Regions from separate parts of the Hordeum vulgare genome. Here region 1 is linked to region 2. The links are chromatin contacts, called in public Hi-C maps. All regions are on one chromosome and are shown on one strand. Each heading gives the region's core, a stretch centred on a gene start, on an enhancer-like site or on the middle of the called end of the contact. The rest is flanking DNA. Distances are from core to core; before and after follow the strand shown. Region 1 holds the start of LOC123442946 (probably inactive leucine-rich repeat receptor-like protein kinase At5g48380). Region 2 holds the start of LOC123442937.

The links. A called contact is a pair of places that touch in the nucleus more often than the background predicts.
Region 1: a contact with region 2 is called in a Hi-C map of seedling, with 4 times the contacts expected there. The contact joins the promoter of LOC123442946 here to the promoter of LOC123442937 in region 2. A contact is called at or near these places in 3 of 6 Hi-C or Micro-C datasets (leaf and seedling) and 1 of 1 datasets of contacts at active chromatin or transcription factors (embryo).

What each region holds. Positions count from the first base shown.
Region 1 is chr1H:432,694,365-432,697,064 of MorexV3_pseudomolecules_assembly, forward strand. It overlaps LOC123442946 (probably inactive leucine-rich repeat receptor-like protein kinase At5g48380), which reads left to right and starts at 1,409. Exons shown (of 3, transcript XM_045119143.1): 1 at 1,409-1,548; 2 at 2,474-2,700. The coding sequence starts at 2,538.
Region 2 is chr1H:432,562,149-432,564,848 of MorexV3_pseudomolecules_assembly, forward strand. LOC123442937 reads left to right here and starts at 1,371. Exons shown (of 3, transcript XM_045119131.1): 1 at 1,371-1,717; 2 at 1,828-1,887. The coding sequence starts at 1,451.

The DNA of each region.
Region 1 (2,700 bases), core at 159-2,658, 130 kb after region 2:
GGGATTGAAATTTACCATCTTTCAGTAAGTTTCTGTTGTAATGGTAGGCGTAATACTTCATCGTGGCTTTATTATACTCCTATATAAAATGGGCAACGCTACGCGTTCATCGATGGATTATTTCCAATGATCCGTCACTTTCACAGCCGTTTGATTATCTTCATCCAGCAGATCCGCACGCGGGACTTCGGCCGGGCATTCGGTAATTCTTGAAACGACGCTCGAGTTTCTGAAACAATCGCTTTGTTGTAGTTTTTTTTCTTCGTGCGCGCTTCGGCTGGGCACCCGGTAATTCCTGAGACAACGCTCGAGTTTTTGAAACAATCGTTTTGTTGCAGTTTTTTTCTTTGCGCGCGTTTCGCCTGGGCACCCGATAATTTCTGAGACAATCGCTTTGTTGCAAAAAAAAAATTCCTTCCTCTTTCTGCAATAGTGGCCGTGTTGCAGAAATAATCGCTTTGTTGCAAAAAAATAAATTTTCAATCCATTAATTCCTGAAACAAAGGTCGAGTTTCAGAAACAATCGCTTTGTTACATAATTTTTTCCTTCCTCTTTCTGCAAGAGTGGCCGTGTTGCAAAAACAATCGCTTTGTTGCAAAAAATAAATTTTCAACCTGTTAATTTCTGAAACAAAGGTCGAGTTTCAGAAACAATCGCTTTGTTACATAATTTTTTTCCTTCCTCTTTCTGCAAGAGTGGCCGTGTTGCAGAAACAATCGCTTTGTTGCAAAAAATAAATTTTCAACCTATTAATTCCTGAAACAAAGGTCGAGTTTCAGAAACAATCGCTTTGTTACAGAATTTTTTTCCTTTCTATTTCTGCAACAGTGGCCGTGTTTGCGGAAACAAATTTCCAAAACAATGAACGGGTTGCAGAAACTGTTGGAAAAGATAAGATGGAGAGAGGGATGGGGAAGCGGTGTCGCAGAGCAAACAGAAGAGATGACATTTTTTGTTTTCATTCTGCTGACGGAAATCTTTTCCCGTATAAAATGGGGCGAAAGACCTTTTGGGCTAAACAAACTTTGCCAGCCGTGCGACATACTCCAAATATTAGCAGTCCCTGTCGTGGCCGCGGTAACCCGGAAACCCGAACGCCCTTTGGGCTAGTCTTCCGTGGTCAGTGGTCACGACGGAGAAAGGAGGGACCCGATACCCACCTCCTCCATTCCGAGGTGAGTGACACGGTGGCGCCGTAGCCATTCGTCCGGCCGGCCACCCATCATCAAGAGAGAGCAGACGGGTTGACTGAGGCAGTTGACCAGAAAAGTCCGTGGATCTCCGCGTCCCCCAGTCTCCATACTGCGCGCCCCTCTCGCCCTCGCCGGGCCCACCCGCCCCTCCGGCTGGGCACCCACACGCTTAGAAAAACTCTCTCGCCTCCACTTTCTTTTCCTTTCTTTGACGGGCGGCTCCTCTCCTCTCCGGTCCTCCCTCCCTCCTCCTCTTCCTCCCCCTACCCACAGCTCTTCTCCCCCACCTCCTGCCCCTACTCCCTCTCCCTGGGTCCTCCCGGTTCCCACCTATGCGAGGACGGCGAGCTTCAGGTGACCGATTCTACCTCGCCTCTTCTCTCATATTTTTCTAGATTTTCCGGCCCTTCTTTCCATGCTTTGTTGTGGTGCGAATGATCTTGGGAGCGCGCGAGCTCTCGGTTGGTTGGTGCCTCCGTGTATGCGGGTTCTTGGGGGGGGGGGGGGGGGGCTCCTGCAGTCGCCAGGGAGTTCGTATTCCGGCTAGAAACTCCGGGCAAGAAATCGCTTGCCTCTTTCTTGGCCTGATTGGTGCGGGTTTGTTGCTGGGGAAGCAGCAGCAGCAGCAATGGGTTTGTCCAGTGCTTCTTCTTTCTTCTTTTTTAGTTAAAAAGGATCAAAGAGGGACGGCCCCTGGGAGGGAAATCAGGTAGAAAAATAGCATGCACATATGCGACATATGGATGGTGCGGCGCCATTCCTTTTGGAGATTTTTTTTATTTTTTTTTTGCTGCCCCTTCCCTTAGATTTTCTTCTTTCTGGAAAGTGCGCCTTTTGGCAGTTCGAGCCGTTCGCTTCTCTTGTGAGAAATCCAGATATTTAATAAGAGGAAGCCCGTTGGTTGTTTCTGTAAATAATAACTGTGGTCTCGATTGATGGCTCAGAAGCCAGGAACTGCCCCCGGTTGCAAGTTTCCACTTATGCTTATAGACAATAATGGAAGAACAAGGTTGCGAGTTCTTACTGTTATTGTTAGGGGTGATGGATAATTACCATGCGACCCATTGCACCTATTATTTGGTGCTAATCTTAGCAGAATCTTCGCACCATATGTTATTTGCTATGGCCGTAGTGGGGATCAGTTCCCCACTGATGTCGTCTTTGTGTTATGCTTTTCAGCACTGCAATCAAATCAATCTTTTCGTTCTAGAATATGGTTGCTATCACCAACTGGTATGTGTGTCTCTAATTTTATAAATTCGACTGCGTTTACGTGTAGGTGAAGCTTGAACCTGCAAGTGGTGTTGTCACGGAGGAGAGGTGAAGTTTGGTGCAAGTGCTCAATGGCAAATCATTATGCTCCTCTGAGGGTTATTCTTATACTGTTGTTGGTCTTCACTTGTTTTGCCTCTGAAGCTGATATCCAATGCTTGAAATCTGTTCAGCAGTCAGTGAATGACCCCAACGGTGTACTCAAATCCTCATGGAATTTTGAGAACGTTACTG
Region 2 (2,700 bases), core at 121-2,620:
ACACCAAAATACCATTAGAGACTAAATGCACTTTTACGTGGCAGCAGCGCGCCTCAACGTGTGTGATCTACCTCGGCCGAAGGAAGGGCGAAGCCGCCCGATCCACCTCCATTCTTGGGGTCCCCATAAGATTAGAGGGAATTCAAATGATCGAACGAGGCTAACCCTATCAAACAATGTGTCCACACGCCGCGCTCGGATTTCTTGCGTTTTTTTAGTTCAGCATAGAAAAACTCGTGAAAGCCCTCCCAAGTAATGGTGGAGCTACCAAAATATTATAGAATGGGGCAGATTGAAGAAAAACACATAGTTTTACCTTCGGATGCGAGTTTCTCCTTCTTTCAATGATTTGGCCTAAGGCTTGGTGGGCCACAACCTGCTTTCGGTTCGACTAAGTTGCATCCCCGCTCCCAAACCCTACGTACCAAACAACACGAGAGTTATATCTCGCTCTTTGCGAGGCGTTAGTTAATCCCGCCCTTGGCGCGAGTTGGCTGACCCACGTGAGTTCTTGTGATTTTCATGGCAATGATTTTAGGAAGCTTATATGGATCGGTTCAGACCGGTTTTAAAAGCTTTCATGCTTTTTTTGTGTGTGTGTTTCTGTGTTGACTATTTCCTTTCCTTTTATTTTCCTTCATTTCTAAAGTACATGTAGACTTTTTCCAAAAGCACGTTGAATATTTTTTGTATACATGATGTACATTCCTCTTATAAACGTTGAGTATTTTCATGTACACATTGAAAATTTTCTTTTAAATGCTAACATTTTCTTATACACGATGAAAAAATAGACGCAATGAACATTATTCACAAATGCCATGAACATTCTTTAAATGTGCAAAACATTTGTGATTTTCTTAAATGCCACAAAGATTTTTTTTGCATGGTACGGGTTTTTCTGTTACCCAAATATTTTTTACACTGTGTAAATATTTGTTTAAATACCACGAACAAATTTTTAAATTTGTGAAATTTTTTTGAATGGTACGAACATTTTTATTAAACCACGCATACCTTTATTTACATTGTATAATTTCATTGAAATTTCTCAAACAAAATTTTGAAACGCATGGACATTTTTTAGATTTCACATTATTTTAATGCATATTTTTTTTTACATTTCATGAACAGTTTGAGATGCATGACGAAATACTTCAGTATTTTAAACAATTTTATTTTTTATTATCTATTGAAAATATTTGAAATATATAAAGAAAAGTGAAAAAATGAGATAAAAAAAAGGAACGAAACAACGCGTAGCGAACCCACGCGATCCTATTGGGCCGGCCTCGCTTGAGGTACAGACGCGCGCTCAAGGCCTCAACAGACGCGCCGATGCAGTCGAGTCGAGTCGAGCGAGCGAGCGAGATCCCAGCAAATGATAAGCTCGAGGAGTGAAGCATTTCTCGAGGATAAGAGGAGGAAGAGCCGTTGAAGGAAAGAAGAGATGACGATGTCGTCGCCGGCCTCCACCCACCTCCTCCTCCGCTCCGCGTCCGCGGCACCTCTACTCCCTCGCCGCGCCTCCCTGCAGCTCCCCCGCGTCGCCACCGGAGCCGCGCCGAGACGAAGCGGCCGCCTGGAGGTGGTCCGCGCGGCCACCGCGGAGGCGGCCGAGGCCCCCGCCTACACCACCGAGTCCCTCATCCTCTACTTCAAGGCGGAGGGCACCATGGAGGAGAGGGCCATTCCCAAGATCACCCAGGCTCTCGAGGTGCATTTACTGATTGGTTTCTTTGTCGATTGGGATGGACGATGGATGGACACCAGCCGGTAAATCAACCATCGGTTGAGATAAACGTGTGTGTATGCGTACTGTTGTAGGGGATGGATGGCGTCAGTGACCTGGAGGTGCTCGTCGAAGAAGGCATCGGAAGTGTTGTGGTAAATTTGGCCCCCTCCGCTCCTACTGTATTTTCTTTCATTATCAGTTGCTCCTAGTATTTTCAGTGTGCACGTGCATGCATGCATTTCTTTTGCGTGGAGTACATCTATCTGCAGATAATCCCAATTTCGTAAACACATTAGATTCTGATAACTGTACTACGTATCTGCAAGCACAAGAGTAGACTGCCTTGCTAGCTGAGGGGGCGTTATTGTCAGATAGTAGCTGTTTAACCATGGATATATGATCATGGGAGATGAAAGCAGCGGTATAGATTTTTATATCCATTACTTATAAAGTGATTTGTGATGGCAACACTTGGCCCTGTTTGGAACCATAATAGATTATGATAATCTGGATTATGAAGATAAATTATATAATCTGGTTTATAAAAATAATCTAGGTGAACATGTTTGGAGGCCAGATTATATAAACTGTAATCCAGGCTTTACATTGCATAATGACCTGTCTGCCCTCTGTTTTATTTTAAAAAAGAGGAGGGTGGCGGTGGTAGGAATGTAATTATCTCCTACTTTACAAGGGTAATGGGTCATTAGCAATCCATAATCTGATTTTAGCTGGTATAGAGTAGATTATGAGTTTTTAATAATCTATCCATCTAGTTTTTATAATCTACACTATAAGTTGTCCTGTTTGGAAACATAATAGATTATAAAAACTGGATTATATAATCTAGGTGGTTCCAAACAGGGCCTTAACAAACAAAGACGCTGTCGCGGGCAATGCTGTGAGGACAAGGAAAGCTCCTTGCAGATTTGCAGTGGTTCTATGCTCATGGCACCTGGAAAGCA